Linked DNA regions of Mus musculus: region 2 is linked to region 1. The links are chromatin contacts, called in public promoter capture Hi-C maps. All regions are on one chromosome and are shown on one strand. The core of a region is the stretch at or near the end of the contact, and the rest is flanking DNA. Distances in the headings are between cores, read along the strand shown. Region 1 holds the start of Heatr9 (HEAT repeat containing 9). Region 2 has its middle 23 kb from the start of Gm38934.

Evidence for each region. Promoter capture Hi-C pulls out the DNA fragments that hold promoters and counts their contacts.
Region 2: a promoter capture Hi-C map of the HPC-7 cell line shows a contact between it and region 1. The contact joins the enhancer-like site here to the promoter of Heatr9 in region 1. A contact is called at or near these places in 9 of 39 promoter capture datasets (the C10 cell line, the HPC-7 cell line, embryonic stem cells and 5 more), 1 of 15 datasets of contacts at CTCF or cohesin (large pre-B cells), 1 of 484 Hi-C or Micro-C datasets (bone marrow-derived macrophages), 4 of 115 datasets of contacts at active chromatin or transcription factors (cardiomyocytes, embryonic fibroblasts, embryonic stem cells and 1 more) and 4 of 9 other capture datasets (adipose tissue, embryonic stem cells, liver and 1 more).

What each region holds. Positions count from the first base shown.
Region 1 is chr11:83,519,537-83,524,861 of GRCm38.p6, forward strand. It overlaps Heatr9 (HEAT repeat containing 9), which reads right to left and starts at 2,563. Exons shown (of 15, transcript NM_001045543.2): 1 at 2,428-2,563; 2 at 1,049-1,098. The coding sequence starts at 2,500. All of the region lies in intron 2 of Gm32650 (a long non-coding RNA gene), which reads left to right. Gm23247 (a small nuclear RNA gene) reads left to right here and starts at 1,620; the gene lies at 1,620-1,726.
Region 2 is chr11:83,785,220-83,791,152 of GRCm38.p6, forward strand. No RefSeq gene overlaps it. Among named protein-coding and RNA genes, the nearest start is that of Gm38934, 23 kb to the right of the region's middle. Within about 2 kb of position 4,247, at least 133 of the 459 cell types and tissues checked have an H3K27ac peak or open chromatin away from gene starts, as enhancers often do. A contact at or near this core is called in the HPC-7 cell line, bone marrow-derived macrophages, embryonic fibroblasts and 1 more, where this site is marked.

The DNA of each region.
Region 1 (5,325 bases), core at 1,313-3,812:
CATGCAGTTGTGAAGCTCAAAAAGCACTCAAGATTTTGAAAAGATCTATAAATTGACCTGAATTCACAGCTTAGTTACTTGAGAATCTCAAAGCCTTTGAAAAGTTAAGTGAGCAGTGAGAAGGGCAGGCCTGGGGGAGGCCAAGGCGAAGGAAAAGAGGCTACTACTTATTCAGACAGTAGTGCCTACGGTATGTTGCATAGTTGCATCGGTTTACTGGAGTCTATGTGCCACCACGAATTTCACAGGCTACTTGAGAAAACGGGCTTCCTTCAGACGCTCTCTTAGCTGTGTGACTACTTCAGTGTGTGTGTGCTGCTAAGATTACACACAAGGCCTTTTGCATGTCAGATCTCAAGCCTTTTACTACTTGGTACAGTTCTGACTGTAGCTGAGGGGTTCATGTGCACAGTGGTTTTCTATGGACCTGGCCTGGATTCGGCCAGCTCTCAAATCTTTCTATCTTTACAACACATCTTTTTTTGGCAACAGGGAGCAGTGGGTTTTTGCCAGTAGCTCCCGACTCAGAGACTGATAAGACCCTTATGGGTTTCCCAGTGACTATCAGGACTTCAGTCATGCGATGCTCACTCAAAGAAGTAGGGTTTCTAGATGTAGCAAGGCACTAATAAGAAACTGCAAAAGATGTCAGCTTAAATTTGGGTTTCAGGAATGAATAAAGTATTTAGGACTTTATATATATATATATAATCACATGTACTGTTTATGGGATATTTAAATTTAATTGGTCAGTTTGTGTTTTATCTAGCAACCCCAAGTAAGGATTGCTTCTTTAACAAAAATGACTCCTTTTAGCAGACAATCCACATAGTCCAGGCCTTACAGACTTTGTCTCATTAGAAACTACACAAGGGGGCAGGCAGTGTTGACCTATAATGAGAACTCTGGAGGCTCACTCAGAGAAGGGAAGTAACTTGTCTGAGATCACACAGGTGAGTGTCAGGCTCTGTGAGCTAGCTTGAATTGGGAGGGAGTTTGGTGCTCTTCCTATTTTGACACAGCTCCTAGAGTAACAAAAATCATTTACCTTGTAACAGGACAAGGGCAGGTGAACAGGAGCCATGGCTTTTCTGAATTCTGGCAAGAGAGCAAAGATATGCAGGTGGTACCAGTAAGTAGTTAAAAGTATGAGTTTCAACACCTTGTGAGGCATTCATTTGTTCTGCAGCTAGTAAATACTAGCACCAGGTTTCCCCCCAGGAACTAGGGGAGGGGCATAAAATGAGGCATCATCCTTGCCCTTCAGTGGCAGGTAGTCTTCCTGGTACTGTGCCAGGGAGCCTCTCAGAAATGCTGTCAGGAACATCATGTCAACCAGATCCCCAGGGGCCTCCCATGTAGTTGGAGTTTGGGGAACATGGGACCAGTAGTGTTCCCAACCCTGGTTGCATATAAGTATCATTGGAATGACATTTGAACATGCCTGGGCCCTGTATCAGACTAATTGAGTCAGATTTGTGATAATAGAGCCTAGGCATTTTGGGAAGCTCCCCTGGAGATTCCAGTATTCCGTTAAGGGTGACAACTGTTGGTCTCTCTCATTTTCTCCAATGTGAGTGTGCATTAGGCTGAGAGAGCTTGTTAAAGCCCAGATTCCCGTGCTTGCTTCCGCAGCACATATGCTAAAATTGGCATGACACAGAGAAGATTAGCATGGCCCCTGTGCAAGGATGACACGCAAATTCGTGAAGCATTCCATAGTTTTCAAACAACAAAACAAAACAACCCCCCCAGGTTCCCAGGACTCCCCCCCCCCCAGTATCTGATTCTCTAGGGGATGGGTGGATCTGATCACTCTGGGACATTTTGAAAACTATTGGTTTAGCATTTGAGGCAAATTCTGGTCTGCAGTGATTTACAAAGGGAAACGAATGTGGAGATACACACAAGCAGTATAGCTGAGAGGTACCTTCAAGGCTGGGAATCAGATATTTATGTCCTAGAGATAATACAGACCAAGTCTTGTATAAAAGCAAGAGTTAGCAGGGTAGGGATGCAGAAGCAAGCTGATATATAAGTTTGAGGCCAGCCTGGTTTACAGAGAGTTCTAGGACAGCTAAGGACTAGGGGGTGTTAATCAGGTAAGTCAGGGATAAGAGCAGTGGGCTTAGGGAAGACCTTATGCAAGGAGCTGGAGGTGTAAGGTTTGTATGGAAGGCAAGACACAGGTAAGGGAGAAGCTGGGGGACACACAGGTATCCTGACTTGAGAAAATCCAACATGTCTTCTTTTGGAAAGAAAGACTTACTGAGACCTCAGGGGAGACATCAACTGTCCAAAGGCTTGCCCTGGCCTTTCCCATGGATTTGCTGAACCCAGGGCCTTGTCTGAGATTGGGTCCGGTTTGCTGGCTTTACCTTATCAGGTCCCCACCCCTAGCTTCATTCCTTTCTACCCCATCCTCACTTTTGTTCCGGTTTCGATAGTCCATTGACTTGGGGATTTGAAAAAAATCAGCCTGTTTTTCTTGGCTCTCCATCCTCTTTGGTATAGGTTAGAGGAGAACCAGAGCAGCCAGAAGTTCAGGGACGTGAAGCCAAGAGGGTACAGCTTGAAGAGGCCCTTTCTCTGGTATAAGTGAGACCAGGGAGACACACTCAAGCACTGAGCAACTAGGTTGTCATGGTGAACAGAACACCATTTCCATTGTTGAGTCCCACTGCTGGCCCCTGTTGGCCTCCTGACTCAGCTGCTCACTGAACTTCATTTCCTTCTGCAGCATAATGGTGGAGTCATGTCTGCTCAACTCTAGTAGCTTTGGTGAGGAACACAGTGTTTGTGAACCATCAAGTTCAAGACAACCCATGTGAAGTACAGGGGTTGTTCACAGAATTGGTCATCAGGAAAATGACCGGGACAGGAAAGCCTCTCTTATACGCACATCCTTCATTCTCTGGCAGGAGGCTGTGTGGCAAGGAGCTGCTGTTCAGATCTCTTCTGTTTGCATATACTGTTCCATCTACCTTGTGTCTTTTCCCTTCCTGCCTGCCTGTCAGATTGTCACTCAGATCTTTCATGTCATTTCTGAAGGTTTTCCTTTCCCAAGCTCCCCTCCCCACATGACCCAGTGATGCAATCCCTTTTTTTACTTCACTCCGGTGCCTAGCATGTAGTAGGTCAGCACACAGTAAGAAGCCTACTTTGTGTCTTGTTTTCTTTTTTTTTTTTTTTTTTTTTTTTGTTGCTGCGATTAAAATGTTCTCACAAAGGCAACTTCAGGATGAAAGTGTTATTTGATTTCATAGTTCAGGATACAATCCGCTGTGACAGAAAAGTCACAGCAGCCTGGCCAGTCACAGTGAAACCATAGAACAGTCTCTCTCTCCATTCAGTCCAGAGCCTGGCTCCTGAGATGGTGTTGCCCACATTATAGATAGATCTTCCTACTCCTAATAAGCTTATCAAGGGGCTGGAGAGGTAGCTCAGCAGGTATGATCATCAGGGAAGACCTGTCTTTGGTTCCCAGCACCTACTTGACAGTTCACAATAGTTTGTACCTTCAGTTCTAGGGGATCCAATGCCCTCATTTGACCTGTGTGCACCAAGAACACCTGTGGTACACATGCACGCAGGTAAACGTTCATACAAAGAAAATATATGAATTTTTAAATTCATCTTTAAAAAAAGAAAAAGGGGACTCTCTCCCAGGTATGGCCAGTGGCTTAGTTCATTCTAGATCCATTCAGTCTTGATAACCGAAGACTAACCATGACACTACATGTCAAGAAAATATGGACCAATGGGGCTAGAGATGTGGCTTACTGGCTAAGAACACTTGTTGCTCTTGCAGAAGACCTGAGTTCTGTTCCCAGCACCCACATGGCTGGCAACTATCGATTACCTCAGTTACAAGGAATCCACAGGAACACGTGTGGTGCGCATACATGTAAGCTTGCAAAGCATTAATACATGTAAAGAAGAATAAAGAAATCTAAAAAAAAAAACACCCTAAAAATATGTATCACTGGCTTGATCCTTATTTAATCAGACTTGATATAAATAAACTGACATGAGTGCTTTTATGTGCCGCACAGAGAAAGATAACATTCTCAAGTGGGAGTCCTACCAGAATTACTCAATCTGAGTCCAATTGAAAGGAAATAAGAAACCTAAATGATAAGTATGCTACAAAAATATAAACTAAACAATTTCAGTGCCCTTAAGGATGACAAAAGATAATGTTGTTTAGCCAGGTGATGTAGCAGACACTTATAATCCCATCCTGAAAGTTCAAGGCCAGTCTGGGCTATCTACTGACGTCCTGCTTCAATAAACGAAATGAATGGCTAGGCACGGTGGGTCAGCCATGTAGGCTCAGCACTGGAGATGGAGGGGATTATCTTAAGGTCCAGGCCACCCTAGTCTACATAGGGAGTTCCAGGCAGCTTAGGCTACATAGGAAGCTCCCTGCTCCCCCCCCCCCTCAGAAAACAAAAGGCAAAGAATGTGTTAACACTAAAAAGGCCAGTTGTAGTAGTGCACACCTTCAATCCCAGCACTCAGGAGGCAGAGGCAGGTGGGTGTGCCTCTCTCTCTCTCTCTCTCTCTCTCTCTCTCTCTCTCTCTCTCTCATGAACACACACACATACACACACACACACACACACACACACACACACACAGAGAGAGAGAGAGAAAAATGTGCTAACACTGAAAAGGCCAGTTGTGGCAGTCCATGCCTTTAATCCCAGCACTCAAGAGGCAGAGGCAGGTGGATTCCTGAGAGTTCCAGACCACCCTGATTTACATAGCCCATTCTAAGACAGCCCTGGCTTCACAAAGAGATGCTGTTTGTTTGCTTTTTTTTTTTTTGTTAGTTCTGTTTTCTTTTTTTAAATAACACCAAAATGACATTCCACTTAATTCAGTGTTTCTACTGAATCAGATTCTTAATAAAAAACATTCATAGAGGGCATTATTGGGCCAGTGGGGATGTGACAATGTATATTTGACAATTGTTTCTTAGAAAATAATAGTGTCCTTGTTTCCTGTTTCTCACTTTGTGGTTATGTAGAATGTTCTTGTCATTGGTAGACAATACTGAAACCTTTACTGGTGTAGTGGTATTGTACATCCAGTTTCAGATGGCTCAGAAAAAAGGTATATGCCAGAGGGAAGGGGAGGGTATTTTGAATAAGTTTAAAAAGTTGAGAATTGCCGGGCAGTGGTGGTGCATGCCTTTAATCCCAGCACTCGGGAGGCAGAGGCAGGTGGATTTCTGAGTTCGAGGCCAGCCTGGTCTACAGAGTGAGTTCCAGGACAGCCAGGGCTATACAGAGAGACACTGTCTTGAAACCACCCCCT
Region 2 (5,933 bases), core at 2,997-5,496, 270 kb after region 1:
AAAAAAAAAAAAGATTTGCTTATTGCTATATGTACGTACACTGTAGCTGTCCTCGGACACACCAGAAGAGGGTGTCAGATCTCATATGGATGGTTGTGAGCCACCATGTGGTTGCTTGGATTTGAACTTGGGACCTTTGAAAGAGCAGTCAGTGCTTTTACCCACTGAGCCATCTCTCCAGCAAAATATTATTTTTACATGCTCTAACTACTTAATATTTTCATCTCATTGATTCTTTTTTTTATCCATTTAGCAAACTTTTTTAAAAAGTTGCAAGGTCTTGGATCTACAGATAGCACAGTTGAACTCCTGCAGTTTGGTATAATGGCCAGCAGGTGGAGACAGAGATCACAAAGTCATTTAGACTGGACATGAGTAGGGTGGAGTGGAGTCGGGTGGGGGTGGGTATCCAGTTCTCATTAGAAACAAGGGTGAGGAGCAGGCTTAACGTTGAAGTCACCTGGGACAACTTCAATGACTTATGGCAGTTCACAGATTCTGAGTTGAGTGGTCTGAGGTGTGTTGCCTTTGGGAGTTTTATAATAGTTGTATTACTGTTTCTACTTACAGCGACGTCTCAGACTTCAGAACACGCCACAAGGGTTGGTTAGTGTGTTGCAGAACCTTCTGGAGAATTTATGAACCCCTGATGTAGTCTTTGTCCTGGAAAATCAGTATATATCTGCCTGCTTGTGTGTGCACATGTGTGCAGATACCCGAGGCCAGAAGAGGGTCTTGGATCCCCTGAAACTGGGGAGAGCATTGGGACCTATCTGATGTGGGTGCTGGAAACCAAGCCCAGGTTCTCTGTAAGAACAGCAAATGCTCTTAACTGCTGAGCCTCCTCTCTAGCTCCATTATTTGTGTCTCTTGTTTTTTGTTTGTTTTTAGGGGGTAGGTTTTGTTTTGAGATGAGCTGTCACCAAATGCACGGGCTGGAGTTCCGTTCTCAACCGTCCTGCCTTAGCCTCCACAGTATTGGGATCACAGGTCCACACCCAGCACGTAACTCTTCAGTAGGCATTTGGATCTCTCAGCACATGAACTGAGGTTGACATGGAAGGGAAGCCCTAAGAGCTTCAGCGATTGTCCGTGGTATTCACACCATCCTTCCGTCTCCGGGATGTCCCTTGTTCCTAGGTTGCAGGCTTTTCTTCCTGGACCCTTTTCTGCTTGGCCCCATTTGCTGGGGTAGTTACCACTGGATGCTCAGTACTGGCTTGAAAACTCCCGATGGAGGGAAAACGTACTCTCCTTGCTAGCCCCATCTTTCAGAACACGCTTTACCACTCTTTTATGGTCACCTGCCTGCTTATCTGTGGCCCTCCCTGCTGGATATAAGTCACTTCCTGTCTTGTTGGCCTTTCCTCGCCTGAACAGGTCCTGGCAAGAGTCTGTTGAGTGAATTGGAAAGGAATACAACACCCCCTCGTATCGACGAGCACCGAGGCCTCGGAGGGGAGATGGTAGCCCTCATGACCAAGCTCACCAAGGGGACAGCGGGAATGGAATTCAGGTCTTGGAGGCTTCTCTATCTTATACTGTCTCCTACATGGCTTTGCTACTGTACATATGTGAAACCCAGATGTGGGGGAAATTAACATATAAAGAACGCTCTTTCCAAGCTTGGGACTTTATTTTTGCTTTTACCACATTTGAAATTCCACACATGGCTATCACTCAGATTCAAAGGTGAACGCTAAGCCAGTTCAAGCCAAGAGGCACTCCCAGATGAGGGTGGTGAGGGCTGGACCCAGGCCAGCACAAGAGGAAAGCCAGTCAGGCTGTTCTTCCTGACTAGGAAAGGGAGGAAATCACATTTGAGGAGGGAGTGGCCTAACCCAAGGCAGGGAGGTTTAGCCAAGCGGATGGCCTCTGGTGGGTTAGCTTGTGACGCTCAGCATGGTGAGCCCATAGAGAGGTCATGGGCAGTGTCGGTAGGCTTACTAGACTTGTAGGTATCCCTAAAGCAAAATAGATTTGCTTTAGGGAGCACTCAGGTAGCAGATGGAGCACGAACAGAAGGGAGGAGCTGAGGGTTCTCACTCGAGGCTTCATTGTAGTTGCTGCCCGTGTAACCTGAGCCCTGGGATATTGAAACTCCCTTCCTTGTGACTGAGGTGTTGGCCATAGAGGGTGCCCCTCAGGAGGCACAGGAGCCTCCCAGGTATGCCATGCAGAGGAGGTCAGGTAGCATGGACCGAAGAAGCTCGGCATAACTCGAGGAAAGACAATGCTGGGTGTGAATCCACAAAGCCAGGAAGAAAGCGCAGCAGGCAGTCCCTCCAAAATTTCCACACAGTCACCACATGACTCAGCAACTCCAGGTGACACCCCAAACAAATGATGTGACCAAGTACAGCAGTGCCCACAGCTGCAGCATTCGGGATAGCCCCTAACTAGCAACGGCGGCTCTGCTGGCGACCAGAGAACGGCATGATGTGTGTCTACTCGGTGGAATAATATTGGGCTGTAGAAAAGGTGAAATATCAATATACTCCATATCGTGGGTGAGCCATTAAATGCTATGCTAAGTCAAAGAAGACAGCCACGTATACTGTAGGTTTTCATTTACATGAGATGCTCAGAATAACATTTAAGTGTTTGCCTGAACAGGTGTTGGGGATAATAAGGGAAAGTACCTGAGTTGGGTTCCCAGGACCCACGTCCAATGGCTCACAGCCACCTGTCACTCCAGGGGATCCAGCGCTCTCTTCTGGTCTATGAGGGCAACTGCACTCACATGACACAAGTGTCAGGTCAGCTTGACTTCATAAGAACGGAACAGCTCTGGAACAGTAGGATTTTCATTCATTTATTCATTCATCCATTCACTGGAGAAGATATCTGGAGAATTTATCAAATATATAAGATATAATATATAAAAATCAGGCAAGTGCAGGGCAGTGGTGGTGCATGCCTTTAATTCCAGCACTTAGGAGACAAAGACAGGCAGATTTCTGAGTTCAAAGCCAGCCTGGTCTACAGAGTGAGTTTCAGGACAGCCAGGGCTACACAGAGAAACCCTGTCTCAAAAATAAAAAAGAAAAAGAAAAGAAAAGAAAAAGAATCAAGCAGAAGAAAATATCAGGGAACAAGGAAAAAAAAAGTCCTGCAGATATCACACTTGATCAGGACGGTAAGCTAATACCGTCAGTGACCTGGGGTCTCGGGGGCCAGAGGCAAGGAAAAACAGATCATGGCCGGACAGAAAGCTCTGGGCAGATTATAGTTTGGCACGAGGTGTGAAGGAAGTTCTCCCTGGGAAGACAACCTTTGAGCAGAGGCAGGCGGGGGTGACCCTTGGGGTGACCACAGAGCTGTACAGCAGGTGGCACGTAGGACACACAGGCTATCTTAGAGGGGCAGGAGGTAACAGAGCAGAACAGCAGGTGGAAACAGGAGGAGGCTGAGCGTGGTAACTGGGATGTGGGGCCTTCCTGGCCTTGTCCCCCCACCATAAAGAGGAGGGGTTTAGGAACCATGGGTGGGGAGGGCTGTGAGCAGAGCTTTGCCCTGACCTTATGGAAGGGCCCCTCTAAGTCAAGGTTTTCAACCATGGCACTGTTAATTCCTCGGGCAGGCTGGTTCCTTGTAGGTGCACTGTGGGATGTTTGTCAACATCTCAAACCCCTTACTTAACCAGACGCCAGGAAGAATCCCCCTAACTATGACAACCCAACATATCTCATGCTTTGGAAAATGTGCCCTGGAGGGCTAAGAAGCCCAAAGTGGAGAAGCATCGCTCTTCTCTGAGCCTTAGCTTGTAGGGGGCATGGGTTCAGGGAGCTCTGGTCTGAAAGGCTGGATTTGGGGGTGGTCGTGACACCTGTAGGATAACATGTCTCTCGTGCAGTGAGACAACCTTCCACCCTGGAATGAATGTAAAGAAAAAAAAAAAAAAAAGCAACACCCTTGGTTACGCTTAATGCTTTGAACAAGAACGGTATGTAAGGTGCCAGAGAAGGTACCAGAAGAATCTCTTGAGCTTTTGGCCCTGCCTCACAAGCATGGCAAGGCAAGAGTATAGAAAAGGGGAGTGGTAAGGGGCTGGAGACAAGGGAACGCGAGCCCCAGTCATCTGGGAGGGGCTCATCGATTCTTGATGCATTTCCTGAGTATCTTCTATACATGAGGCAGTTTCGCTAGCATCGTGTCATCTGAGAACAATACTTAACAGTGAGGCAAATGTTATCCTTCCTGTTTTGTGACTCACAGATTACGAAACTTCTGAGTAACATGCTCAGATCACGGTCGGGACGCATGCGCCTTCCTGTCAATGCCCGATGCTGGCTCCCTGAAGCGTCTAAGTGAAGCTTATGCTAGCTAGCATTGAAGGCAGCGCAGGTTCAAGTGGGGCTGGGAAGCAGAGCAGATGACACAGCTGCTTGCTGCTTGAATGGAGCTTGGATGGGGAGTAAATTACAGGGATTTGGGGCAGGGCTATTTCTTAAAGCATAGAGCTTGTTAATATCAGTTTTGCTTAGGGGAGGGAGAGCTTAAAAGTACGCTTGCACAGGTCAGAGGACAATGTATAGAGGATAGCTCTCTCCCACCTTGTGAATCCCAGGGATCTAACTTAGGTCATCAGGCTTGGCACAGTTTACCCACAAACTTTTCCAAACATCTCTCTCTCTCTCTCTCTCTCTCTCTCTCTCTCTCTCTCTCTCTCTCACACACACACACACACACACACACACACACACACACTGTCTCTCCCTGTGTCTGTTTCGCTCTCTCTGCTCTCTCTGCCTCTCTCTTTCTCTCTCTCTCTCTCTCTCTCTCTCACACACACACACTCTGTCTCTCCCTGTGTCTCTGTTTCGCTCTCTCTGCTCTCTCTGCCTCTCTCTCTCTCTCTCTCTCTCTCTCTCTCTCTCTCTCTCTTTCTCCCCCCCCCCCTTGGTGTCCTATGTAATAGTGCTCTCTGTAACACAGGGCAGGCATGATGCTTGGGGTCTGATATGCTAAGTAGACTGCAGGTAGCATAGTGGGCACCACCTTTTTCCCCAAGCCAGGAAGCTTTTCCAAACCTTCCCTCAATCAGCTGACCCAGAATCATCTTGGGCCATGACAGGTGCTTTTCCAGAAGTCTCTCTTGACCCCTTTAGATAAAGGGAAAGTCTCCCAGAATGTGCCTGATGACAGACACTCTCCAAGCTGTAACAGGAGACAGGATAGGACTTCTGAGAAGGTTGGTTTTGTGTTGTTGCGTTGTTTTGCTTTGTGTCAGCATGAAATGATGAAGGTGATGGACTGGCCAAAGCCTCGGAGTCTGAGCCATTTCCAGCCCCAGCCCCAGCCCCACGTGCATACAGAATGTATCCTGCCACGACCTTTAGATCTGAAGAAACTCAGGTTCCATCCTTCTGAGAAAAGCCTGCCAGCATCCCAATGCAAAAAAATAAATTAAAAAAAAAAAAAAAGCCTCCAACCCAGAAATACTTTGTCCAGCCTTCTCCAGGAATGGAGACCAAGACATGTGGGTGAACACACACTTCATTGTGTTTGACAAGATGAAATCAAAGGCAGACCAACAGCTGGGTTAAACTCTTTATATAGGTTTCTCTACTTTAACAATGTTAGAGAATGGTTTAGATATAGAAAATTTTTAAATTGCCAGGCATGATAGTGCACACCTTTAATCCCAGTACTCTGTAAGCAGGAGCAGGCAGGATCTCTGTGAGTTCAAGGCTAGCCTGATTTACATAGAGGGTTCCAGGACTATTCAGTGAGATGCCGTTTATAAACTTTAAAAAGGGGGGACTATGCTTGGACTATAGTGTTAAGGAAAAAAGTAATATATATATATATATATATATATATATATATATATATATATATATATATATGTGTGTGTGTGTGTGTGTGTGTGTGTGTGTATTAATGTAATATAATAATGTATATACACACATTTATATACATATATATTA